2 separate regions of the Pan troglodytes genome follow, and region 1 is linked to region 2. A link is a contact called in public Hi-C data. All regions are on one chromosome and are shown on one strand. The core of a region is the stretch at or near the end of the contact, and the rest is flanking DNA. Distances in the headings are between cores, read along the strand shown.

Region 1 (6,136 bases), core at 698-3,197, 150 kb after region 2:
CGCGCCATTGCACTCCAGCCTGGGCAACGAGAGCGAAACTCCATCTCAAAAAAACAAACAAAACAACAACAACAAAAACAAATCAGCTGGGCGCGGTGATGGGCGCCTGTAATCCCAGCTACTTAGGAGGCTGAGGCAGGAGAATTGCTTGAACCTGGGTGGCGGAGGTTGCAGTGAGCTGAGATCACACCACTGCACTCCAGCCTGGGCGACAGAGTGAGACTCTGTCTCAAAAAACAAACAAACAAAAAAACCTGCCAGTTGTGACTATGCCCCTATCCCTCATGGCTTCAACAGAACCTGCCAATTTAAAGTCAACAAAATCACCTTTATCAATGTTTAAGTCACATAACCAGCATAATTAGAGGTTTCTGCTACTTTATTTCAATCTATAGTTGATGTGCATTATGGACAATCCGTGCTTATAAATACTAGCCATAACAAAATATTAGAAGCTGAGAGTCTCTGGGAGATGCAACTGGCTTTTTAATGCACGTCTCCATCCCTCACCACAGAAGTACACAGCTATCCTTTTCTTAGATCTCTTCAGGGGAGATCTATCCCTCTTTCCTTCATTGCATTATCTCTAAACCTTACAGGAGGAAAAGCTCCCTAACTGACATCTGTGACATCTCTCCTCATGCTCTTGGTAAAAAAGCTTTTGGAATTTGGACACAGCTATTAAGTTACTCCTCAGTGGCCAGTCGCGATGGCTCACGCCTGTAATCTCAGCCCTTTGGGAGGCCGAGGCGGGCGGATCACGAGGTCAGGAGATCGAGGCCATCCTGGCTAACACGGTGAAACCCCGTCTCTACTAAAAATACAAAAAAATTAGCCGGGCGTGGTGGCGGGCGCCTGTAGTGCCAGCTACTCGGGAGGCTGAGGCAGGAGAATGGCGTAAACCCAGCAGACAGAGCTTGCAGTGAGCTGGGATGGCGCCACTGCACTCCAGCCTGGGCGACGGAGCGAGACTCCGTCTCAAAAAAAAAAAAAAAAAAAAAAAAAAGTTACTCCTTAATTTGTTGAATCTTTGTGCCAAAAGGAGCTGAACCAGTGTAGGTGGAGACAAAGGAAGCAGCATAAATGTCTAACTTATAACTCCCCAGGAAAACGAGAAGAGGAAAAATGAGACACTCCGGTCCCGCTCTGTTCCTCATCCCCCGTTTACAAACCTTACACCTGGCCCACACTCAGCAACAACAAAGACATCTATCACTTTCGGGCCGAGGTCCTGTCTCCAAAATTACTGGCCTCTGCTCAGAGTTCTTAAAAGTTTGCTGAGAAAAAAAAAAAAGAAAGAAAGAAAGAAAGAAATGTTCCTGGGCTGCAGTCGTGTAGCCCCAGGATGGGTTTACAGGAGGATGCCCCGGTTAAGCCCTCTGCCGCCCCCACCTCCCGCTGGAGACTCACACACAGCTCCCCGCCAGTCCCACCGGTGACAGCCACACAAAGGCAGGGTCACAAGCACACCGACCACCCCACAGCCCAGATTCGGCCCCAGACACACACTCACAAGGGCACGTGATCACGTGCGTGGTCACATGGACCGGCCCACTCAGAACACACTCACAAAGTCACACCAACCAAGGCAGCCACGCGCCACACACACACCTGCAACCCCGCATACCGCACACCCAGCCGCTTCCCAGGGCTTCGCCCACCCTCACCTGCCGTGGCCGCCCCCACGTTCCTTCCCCTCCTTCAGGAGGCCGCTCTTCGCTCCAGTACGAGCGCGGGCCGTGGAGGCGGCTGGGCCCGGGTCGGGGCGGGCGGCGGAGCACTCGGGACCCACGGGCACAGCAGGCTGCGCGGGGCGTGCGGGAGGCCGGCCTCTGAGGGGCGGGGCGCGTGGCCGAGCGAGCTTGGGCCGCCGCGCTCCCCCCGCCCGACCGCCGCTCAGCTGGCGCGAGACTCCCGCTTCCGGGTTCTCAGAGGGCGGGGCCACGTCGCGAGGAAGGGGCGGTGCTGCGTGGCCCCGGCGGTCGCCACGGCGACGGGCGCGTGGGGAGGCTCCGTGGGATCCTTGGCTGCGGCTGGCGAGAGGAGAGGGCTGAGTTACGTCTGGGTCAGCCTTAGTTCTGCCCTACGTACCTAGGAGGAGGAGGAGGTGGAGGAGGCGCCTGGCCCCTTGGGACCTGCTTCTTTCAGTTCGCGTTTTCTCTGTCGTGTACAGCTTTGGAGGGACACCTTTGGGTTCCAGGCTTTGATGAACACAACTTTGTATACTCTTTTCTTAGGAACATTTTTTTTCCTTTGGCACAACCGTAGACGCTCTCCGTAGTCCTCCACTCAAAGCCTCCACTTCCTTTTTGACGTTCTGGGGATTTCTGGGAACATACGCCCACCCATCTTCCTGTTCCTTCATCACTTTTCCCTTAAAATCAGAGAGACTATTAATACATTTGTTATCATTGTTCTTAAGGTGTTGCAGACGTCACGTCTTAAGGTGTTCCAGACGTCACGACTCCTTTTTTATTAGTAAAATATTTCTGAAATTATGATAAGGTGAATAACATGTAAATCTCCTTGTTTTGAATTTTTTTTTAGGGATCCTGCAACAAGGTCCTGTTGAAAGGGCCTCTCTCTAATATGTTTTAGGGAAAGCTTGTACCCTGTTTTAGGGCCTGTAGACTTTGCCCTTACCTAGGCAACTGTTTATGGGATTAAGGTCAGGGAAGATTCCAACTAAATTGCATCCTACTTAGTTATCACTTCTGTCCCCTGGCCCAGGAGCCTTGGGTTCCACTCTGGAACTTGGACAAATCCCAAAAGCATTTTCCAAAAGCACGGTGTCATACTTACCTTTTTCTTTCTTTCTTTCTTTCTCTAAATCACTTCTTTCGGGGTTGCAACTCAGTCGCAGGAATTCATCTTTTATTGTAAGCACCACATAGATGTATAGAGCACGTTTCCGTGGAGTATTTTAAGTTGGGGGCCTTTTCTCCAATATTTGGAATCGTTTAATGGGTGGAATAACTTGCAAACTACTGGTTGTCTCTGAAACTGGTTATGGATATTCATTACATTAGTTGTCTATTTTCCCAGGTGGTCTCGAAGCTTCAATCTAGAGCAAAGGGAATAGAGTGATTCAACCAGTCCATTAGCACATGATTAGCCCATAAATAATAGGTACTAAATGTATATTGATTGTAATCCCAGCACTTTAGGAGGCCAAGGTGGACGGATCGCTTGAGCCCAGGAGTTCGAGACTAGCCTGGGCAACCTGGGAGACCCTGTCTGTACAAAAAAATACAAAAATTAGCCGGGCGTGGTGGCGCACGCCTGTAGTCCCCGCTACTCAGGAGGCTGAGATGGGAGAATCTGTTAAGCCCAGATGTCGAAGCCACTGCACCACACCCTAGGTGACAAAGCGAGAGACCTCGTCTGCTCCCACCAAAAAACTATATTGAATGAATTAATGAGTGGAATAAATAAATATATCCCCATTTCCACATTTGTTCCTAAAACTGTATTCCTTAGACCCCATCCCTAGACCCCATTTAGTAACAGCTTTAATGAGACCTAGTCTATGGATATACCCGTATGTTAAAAGTCATTGTTCTGTTAGTGTGGTAGTAAACTTTGACAACTGACAATAAAAAAAATCACTATGTAGATATGTTTTGTTACATATCAACTTTAATTACAATGTAGACCAATCCAAAAATAATAAAGTTTTACTTCTTTCAGAAAGGGAACCCATGGTCATGTTTGTGTCCTCAGTTGTTCCATAACACATGGCAAGCACATTGTCCCTTTCCTAATCCCAACAAAGAACATTTAATATCTGTGAATTCCAGCTAAATTGTAATGCACAAATGCAGGCAGCAAACTTTTGATTCAGGCAGGTCCCAGTGCAGGCTGACCTGGTAGACATGGCTGTAAGGATTTGCAGCTGTTGTGGCTGGGGTCTGCCAGATGGTTCCCACAGCACCAATTCATCTGTGAGAATCTCACAGAAAAACTGGAATGTTCACAAAATATGCTGTGAACACCAAGCAAAGTAAACAGATGGCCAGCTGGCTCTCAGAATTACCCAAACCCGAGCTCTGTCCCTCTTAATTTATCTTTTCACAGGATAATATTTGTTTGAAAACACACAAAATAATCCCAGATCCAGAAATATCCCTATGCATGTGTATACATAAGTGAATGCACTTTTTATTTTTTGAGACGGAGTCTTGCTCTGTTGCCAGGCTGGATTGCAGTGGCACATCTCAGCTCATTGCAACCTCCGCCTCCCGGATTCAAGCGATTCTTCTGCCTCAGCCTCCCGAGTAGCTGGGTCTACAGGTGCCTGCCACCACACCCAGCTAATTTTTGTATTTTTAGTAGAGACGGGGTTTCACCATGTTGGCCAGGATGGTCTCGATCTCTTGACTTCGTGATCCTCCCGCCTCGGCCTCCCAAAGTGCTGGGATTACAGGCGTGAGCCACTGCGCCCAGCTGTGAATGCACTTTTTAAAATGTTTGGAGAGGTATGTACCAAGCAGCTAAGTGATTACCTCGGAGGAGGAACTGGGGATGGAGGGAGTGGTGAAGAACTTTGACTTTGGATTTAATAGTTGAGTTTATATTAAAATGTATTCATATATTATCTGTGTGATCAAAATGATTAAAAACAGCCAGGCATAGTGGCTCATACCTGTAATCCCAGCACTGAGGGAAGCCCAGGCGGGTGGATCACCTGAGGTCAGGAGTTCGAGACCAGCCTGGCCAACATGGCAAAACCCCCATCTCTACTAAAAATACAAAAATTAGCCGGGTGTGGTGGTGCACACCTGTAATCCCAGCTACTGGGGAGGCTGAGGCAGGATAATCACTTGAACCCACCTGGGAGGCGGCAGTTGCAGTAAGCTGAGATCATGTCACTGCACTCCAGACTGGGTGACAGAGTGAGACTCTGTCTCAAATAATAATAATATTAATAATAATTAAAAGCAACTATATTTCTGTAATTCCTCTGCTATAAATCCTTCAATACCTCCCCACTGCCTTCAAGCTAAAGTTCAAGGTATGCAGAGTAGAGCAGGTCTGGCTCTTGACTCAGATCTCTGTGGGGCCAAAGTGCTGTAGTCATACCAACTGCTTGAAGGGCCCCAAACACCTCCTGATGTCTCAGGAAGCCTCTAGGCTTTTGTATATGCCTTCCTTCCATTGAGAATGCCTCCCTCCAGTGCACCCATTAGAGTGAAAACATTTATTTTACCCCCAGGAACCATGGATGTGTAAAAAAGTGAAAGAGAAACAAAACACTTGCTTTTTCAGACTAATACTAATTCTTGGAATACCATCCCCTTAAAGCTTTATAGGGTACAGTTGACTGCAGTGTTACATACCAAATTATGCTGAGACCCAAGATTGAAAATGAATGCTGTTTCCTCATTGCCAGACCAAGTCTATGTAAAATGTATACTGCACTGGATTGGAGGAATCAGACACAAAGTGGCTATTCAGGAACTGGCTTAGAAAAATGCTGATGTGGCTATTTTAGAGGTTACTACCTAAAGGCATTATCAAACAGAAGTTATATATAGTTATTTTTAATTAATAATGTATTAGTTGTCATCTAGGAGTTCAGAAATCTGAGTTTTATCTTTGAGCAAAACATATCCTCTGCTAGGTCTGGTTTCCTTCTCTGTAAAATGAGGCCAAGGTTAAACTAAATTATCTGTAAGTTCTTTCCAATTCTAAGATTTTAGATTTTATAAATTTATAAGAGATATGTCAAAGAATCTTTACAGCTGGGCGTGGTGGCTCACGCCTGTAATCCCAGCACTTTGGGAGGTTGAGGCAGGTGGATCACCTGAAGTTGGGAGTTCAAGACCAGCCTGACCAACATGGAGAAACGCTGTCTCTACTAAAAATACAAAATTAGCCAGGGTGGTGGCATGTGCCTGTAATCCCAGCTACTCAGGGGGCTGAGGCAGGAGAATCGCTTGAACCCGGGAGGCAGAGATTGCGGTGAGCCGAGATCGCACCATTGCACTCCATCCTGGGCAAAAAGAGCAAAACTCCATCTCAACAACAACAAAAAAAGGATCTTTACATCTTTACAGCAGTCTTTCCTCAAAGCTGCCCTTCTCTGATAATATTCCTCCTCCTTGCTTCCAATCAAACTTAAAAAAAAAAAAAA
Region 2 (6,362 bases), core at 3,609-6,108:
GCCTCGAACTCCCGACCTCAGGTGATCCATCCACCTTGGCCTCCCAAAGTGCTGGGATTACAGGTGTGAGTCACAGTGCTGGACCTCTTTTTTTTTTTTTTTTTTTTTAACAAGGTCTTGCTCTGTCACTCAGGCTGGCAATTGTAGCTCACTGCAGTCTCCAACTCCTGGCCTTAAGCGATCCTCCTGCCTCAGCCTCATAAATAGCTGGGACTAAAAGGTGTGCAGCACCATGCCTGGCTAATTTATTTAAAAATTTTTTTGTAGAGATAGAGGCTCACTAAGTTGCCCAGGTTGGAAGGTAGGGTCTTTTAAGACGTATAAATCAGATTTTGCAGCTGGTGTAGTTAAAAGCCCTCAATGCCTCCCTAAGACTATTCATCTTAGAATAAAACCCACAGTCCTTACCATAGCCTGAAGTCAATTCCCCTTCTGTGCACTGTGACCTCAAGCCTACTGCTCTCCCTTGCTCACTAAGCTTCTGTCACACTGGCCTCCTTGATGTTTCATAATACCCAAAGCCCTTTCTTGTGCCAGAGTCTTTGCACTTGCTCTTTCCTTTGCAGGAAATGCCCTCCCCCTTCCTCCCCACCTCTTTGTGTGGCTGTCTTTTTTGTCATCATTTAGGTCTCAGCTGAAATATCCACTCTTCAGAAAGGCTTCCCCCACCACACATACCATATCTAAAAATGGGCTCCCCCAGTTTCTATTTTTTTTTTTTTTTAGACGGAATCTCACTCTGTCGCCCAGGCTGGAGTGCAGTGGTGCAATCTCCGCTCATTGCAACCTCCACCTCCCGGGTTCAAGCAGTTCTCTGCCTCAGCCTCCCAAGTAGCTGGGATTACAGGTGCCTGCCACCACGCCTGGCTAATTTTTGTATTTTTAGTAGAGACGGGGTTTCACCATCTTGGCCAGGCTGGTCTTGAACTCCTGACCTCAGGTGATCCACCTGCCTCGGCCTCCCAAATTGCTGGGATTATAGGTGTGAGCCACCACACCCAGCCACAACAGGTATTTTTTGAATGGATGAATCAATGAATAAAGAAACCACTCCAAGTCCTGATCCCTCTATCTCTTTTCTAGCTCTTGAATCTATCCTCCACATCTTCGTAACCACTGCTCTGGTTCAGTGGTTCAGCAAGTTGCATTACATCCAACTTGGATTTCTGGAATAATCTACTCAATGGACTACCCTGTCTTTCTTGCCCATATTGCAGTCATGAAAATGAGCTTGTAAGATGAAAATGAGATTGTGTCATACCTCACTTCAAGCTTCAGTAGCCCCCTGCTACTTGCAGGAGGAATTTCAATCCCTTAGGTCAGCACTCAAGGCCTTTAGTGCTCTGGCTCCTGCTGCCTCGTTGGCGGCATCTGACCGAATTCGCCTTCCCCATCCTGCCCCCAACACATATGACCACATAAAGACTGCCTACAATTCACCTAACAAGTCAGGATATTCTACAAGTTCTCACTTTTGTGAGATGTTCTCTTGTCCTGAACTTTCCCTCCGCCCCTATCCAACTAACCCTGCTGGAATACAACTCAACCCCTCCTCTGGGAGCCACTCTCACCACACACCATGTACTTTTTCATCAGAGTCCTTCTCAGGGCTGGGTACCATGTCTGAGGTCTATAATCCCAGCACTTTGGGAGGCCAAGGTGGGAGGATTACTTGAGCCTGGGAGGTTGAGACTGCACTGAGCTGTGATTGCACCACTGCACTCCAACCTGAGTGACGGAGCAAGACCCATATTATTATTTTTTTAAGTGTCCTTATCAGGACTTTTCTACCTTCCTGCTAGTTTGGTTCATCAGCTCTCCAAGGCAGGACCTAGATCTTACGTGGTGTGGTCACACGATGCTGCCCAAAGGAGTCATGTGGAGTCAGGCAGGGTTTGAATCCAGTCAAGTGGCCTTAACCAGGTCATCTAACTTCTTCAAGCCTCAGGTTCCTGATCTGTTCAATGAGGATAACAATTGTATCTATTTCATGGATACTTTCGTGAGGATTAAATGAGATATAGGGAGAGTTTAGAATAGTGAGTAGATAACAGGGGGCCTTACATTCTTTTCAGTGAATAATTGTAGGATGATGCCTTAGAAAGCACCCCCACTTAAGGGGCACTCAGTACACTTTGCAGAATGATTAAATGGTACACACACAAAACAGACCCCCACACCTCCCAAACCTTCAATGACTTCCCATTGCCCTGAGGTTAAAATGTGGTCTCCTCCACACAACCTACAAGGCCCTCTCTGCACAAAGCTGTCTGCTTTTCCAGACTGGCCGCCCTACATACACATGCTGTGCTGTTCATGCCTCCATGCCATTGATTACACGCTGTCCCCTCTCCCTAGAATGCCTGTCCTACCCCTTTGTCCTGGTTCTGGTGCCCCTTCTCTGTGCATTTACCTTCTCATTTAACACTCGGCATTCTCATCTTCTTACATGCCTTTCTCCCCAGTAGAGGACAGGGATCCTGAGCTCTGCCGTTATCTCCCAGCCACTATTGTAGGGACTGACAGACAAAGAAAATAAAATATGTGTTGAATGAAAGCACACAGTATAGAGGCAAAACCAGAGGGTTTTTTGAGCTAGATGGGAAAACTGAGGCCAGAGTAGTTCTCAATGGCTCATTCCTCAAAATGACAGAACTATTTGGATGTCAAACCAACCTGTCCTCACTGCTCTCTCCCTACAAAGGGCTGCTTCTGCGTAACAAAATGAATTTCCCCAGGGTCTCTGGTCTGCTGCAGGTGGAGCATGAGTTTCCAGATACAAGATCTTCTGAGTCCTTGATCATTGGAGTAGAATGCTGCACAGCTCTGCAGATTGAGGGAATAAAACCATGTGGTGGCTGAAAGAGGTTGCTACATATACAGACTATCTCAGATCCTCAGCCTCAATTTTCCTTCATCTTTCCTTCCTTTCTTTCTCTCTTTTTCTTTCCTTTCTTTCTTTCTCTTTTCCCTCCTTGCGTCCCTCCCTCCCTCCCTTCTCTCTCTCTCCCTTTTTTTTTTTGACAGAGTTTCACTCCTGTTGCCCAGACTGGAGTGCAATGGCGTGATCTCAGCTCACTGCAACCTCCGCCTTTCGGGTTCAAGCGATTCTCCTGCCTCAGCCTCTCAAGTAGCTGGGATTACAGGGATGCACCACCTCGCCTGGCTAATTTTGTATTTTTAGTAGAGACGGGGTTTCTCCACGTTGGTCAGGTTAGTCTGAACTCCCGACCTCAGGTGATCAGCCTGCCTCAGCCTCCCAAAGTGCTGGGATTACAGGTGTGAGCCACCGCTCCCGGCTCTCTTTTCTTTCCTTCCTTCCCTCCCTCCTTCCTTCCTCTCTCCTTCCTTTTTTCTTTTCTTTCTTTCCTTCCTTCCTTTCTTTTCTTTTTCTCTTTCCTTTTTTCCTTCCTTCCTTTCTCTTTCTTTTCTTTTTCTCTTTCCTTTTTTCCTTCCTTCCCTCCCTCCTTCCTCTCTCTCTCCTTCCTTCCTTCCTCTTTCTTTTCTTTTCTATTCTTTCTTTTTCTTGACCAGTGTTATAATATCAGCCTCAATTTTCTTCATTCCTTTAGATAAAGGATCCCAGGCCTAGGCATGAGGGAGAAGTGTACCTGCATCTCCTTTCCCCTTGGCCTGGGAGCCCCAGGCTGCCCTTTTCCATACAGGGCTAGAAGTAGCCTGGGAGCCTGAGGGCTGGCAGAAGGCCGTGAAAGGGGAGCTTGGTCGCTGGCACAGCCGCTGCTATGGCAGCCAGAGCCGAAGAAGGTTACCATTGATCTCACATGCACTTAATTTTCCCTTCCTTGGCATGGGACGGGGTTGACCAGGAGAGCTAAGGGGGAGTATGCGTGTGTGTGTGAGAGGGGAGCGGTGCTGCAGGCTGCGATGCAGCCAGTTACTTTCTCTCTCTGGGCCTCAGTTTCTCCAGTGTAAAATGAGGGCGTATGGTATAACTAAAATCATTACTCTCTGCTGGTCCCCACACTCCCACTCTCCAGTAAGGCTGTCAGGGCTGCAAGCTCACCGCGGGATCGGGGGGATGGTCGACCCTCAGATACGGGAGGGATTGAGCGATGCCCAAGGAGAGCAGGAGAACACTGCGCTTGGAGACCCCTGAGAGCCAGGGGCGGGCCGCCCCCTGAAGGGACCCCGGAGTCCCGACTCTCAGCTCCAGCTCTTCCTGTGACACCACCCTCCGGACAGAGACCCAAGCTCCAGGCCCGGCCCCGCCCAGAGGTTCCAGGGAGAAGACCAGGCCACCGCCCACTGCCCGGCGTCGGGGAGGAAAGAGGAGGAGCCTCTGTATGCCCACATCTCTGGCCGCCCAGGGCAGCTCGGCTCGGTCTCGCAACCCCAGCCCACTGGTTCGGAAGACTTCAAAGGCTCCACCGCCAGCGCCCCCAGCGCTCACTCTGTGCGCCCCACCCCAGCCCTGCCCGCGCGCCGCTCCCGCCACCCTCGCCTCAGTCTCTGGGCCGGAAGCCCCCTCCCCTCCCCCGCCGCAGCCCCCTCCTAGTCCCTCTCCCTCCGCCGATGCAGGAAACCTTCTCCGCCCTCTTCCTCCAGTTGCATCTCCGCCCGGCTCCTCCGTCCAGTCTCCAACCCAGGCCCCGCCCCTCCCCACCCATTTCCCGCCCTGGGCCGGGCCCCCGGCCCCACCGCCCCCTCCCCGGCCCCGCCCCGGCCCCCGGAAGCCTCACCCCGCCCCCGGCCCCGCCCCCCCGAAGTTTCTTGGGCCCCCGGCAGCCGGCGGGACAGAACGCGGAGAGTCGCCGCCTGGCCGGCGTAGACGCGGTGGCAGAGCCCGCGCGGCGCTGGAAGCGAGTGGCGGAGCGGCGGGACCTCGGCGGACTCGCCATGGAGGAGGAGGTGAGGGCGGGGCCCGGCGGGGCGTTGGGCTGGGGTCCTCGAGCCCCTCACGGGGATTGCGGTCCTGGGCTCAGGCCCTCGTTCCTGCCCGCCCCACTCCCGCCAGTCTCACCTCAGGAAGAGCCTGGGCAAATGGGGCAGGGGCGAGGGGCTGGATCCATATCGGGGACTTCGCAGACCGCGTCCTCCTTCATTCTCGCTGACTTTCTCACCAGTTGTGGGGCGTCGTGGTTGTTACTGTTCCCATTGGATTGACCAGGAGACTGAGACTCCAGCGAGTTTGATGACTTGCTGAAAGTGGCCTGGGTGACTGGGCTCGAACCCCGATTACCGTGGTCGGATCCTGACTCTGTGTGTGTGTGTGTGTGTGTGTGTGTGTGTCGGATCCTGACTGTGTGTGTGTGTGTGTGTGTGTTGGGGGGTTCCTGTCTCAAGGATCGGATCCTGACTCTGTGTGTGTGTGTGTGTGTGTGTGTGTGTGTGTGTGTTGGGGGGGTTCCTGTCTCAAGGATGTGACCATGCTTTGGTGGCAGGAGGATTGGAGAAGTTGCTTTTTTCTCCCTTGTATAAGTCTCTGTATCTTCCCCCACTCTCTCCCCGCTCCACATCCATCTGAGCAGCTAGCTGTAGGGAAGGAATCGGGAGTCCGGCCCACCTAGGGTCTGATCTTAGTCCCTGCCTTCCCCACCCGAGGGCTGGACCAACTGTGTCCCTGGAGCCTCCTTCTAACCACTCAGAACACTCTTGGCCTGGGATTGGGTCTTGCCCCTGCCCCTGCCCTTTACTTGCAAACTCAGTTCTGCCAGCAGCCGCTTTATCCGAGGGTCCAGCACGCAGCAAGCACTTAATATATGCCTGTGGAATGATTAAGTTAAAATGAGGGGCCTGTTGGGTCTAGAGGAAGGTGAATTTGTTTCTTATCCCCTGAGGGGGTCCCAGCTTCAGCCCCTCTCAGCCCAAGGGAAGGGGCATGTCTTTGCCTCCTTGGATGGGGAGGAAAGATGAAGTTCTCTGCCTTGGGGGAACCCTGGCCAGCTGGGAAGCCCTGAGTGGACCGGACTGCCTGTGTCCCTTCAGTGCCCACCTCCCACTTTCCCAGGGCCATGGATAGGAGCAGCTAGTGGTCCGTCAGGGCTCCCTCTAGGCCAGGCCCTGCCTTTCTGTGGGATGGTAGATAAGTCACTTCCCCTCTCAGCCTTCATTTCCTCTTCTACAAAATATAGTGCCTGTCCTCCTCATACTCCTGGCCTGACAGTGGCCCGTTCTCTCAGTGGGTGAAGGTAGGGGGCAAAGTCAGGCCTCTGTGATTTGCTGCGGTTTCTTTCTGGCTGTTAGGTGGGGCTGCCATCTGCCTGCCCCAGGCCCCTGCTGCAAGGGCTGGGCTCTCTGGCCAGGGCTCCTCCCCTGCTCCCAGAGGATGTGGGTCAGGATTACTCCATCTCCTGATCTGCTCTGGCCCCTAATTAAGGGAAGTTCTCCGGACACCTCCTGGG

What was found. A called contact is a pair of places that touch in the nucleus more often than the background predicts.
Region 1: a contact with region 2 is called in a Hi-C map of stem cell-derived neural progenitor cells, with 1.9 times the contacts expected there. The contact joins the promoter of SPG21 here to the promoter of LOC134808491 in region 2. A contact is called at or near these places in 1 of 7 Hi-C or Micro-C datasets (stem cell-derived neural progenitor cells) and 1 of 1 datasets of contacts at active chromatin or transcription factors (stem cell-derived excitatory neurons).

The regions. Positions count from the first base shown.
Region 1 is chr16:56,975,355-56,981,490 of NHGRI_mPanTro3-v2.0_pri, forward strand. It overlaps SPG21 (SPG21 abhydrolase domain containing, maspardin), which reads right to left and starts at 1,948. Exons shown (of 13, transcript XR_010151740.1): 1 at 1,668-1,948.
Region 2 is chr16:56,824,908-56,831,269 of NHGRI_mPanTro3-v2.0_pri, forward strand. LOC134808491 reads right to left here and starts at 4,859. Exons shown (of 5, transcript XM_063794426.1): 1 at 4,701-4,859; 2 at 4,025-4,432; 3 at 2,677-2,826; 4 at 2,414-2,519; 5 at 1,021-1,957. The coding sequence starts at 4,859. The coding sequence ends at 2,683. PLEKHO2 (pleckstrin homology domain containing O2) reads left to right here and starts at 4,716. Exons shown (of 6, transcript XM_016928365.4): 1 at 4,716-4,869. The coding sequence starts at 4,858.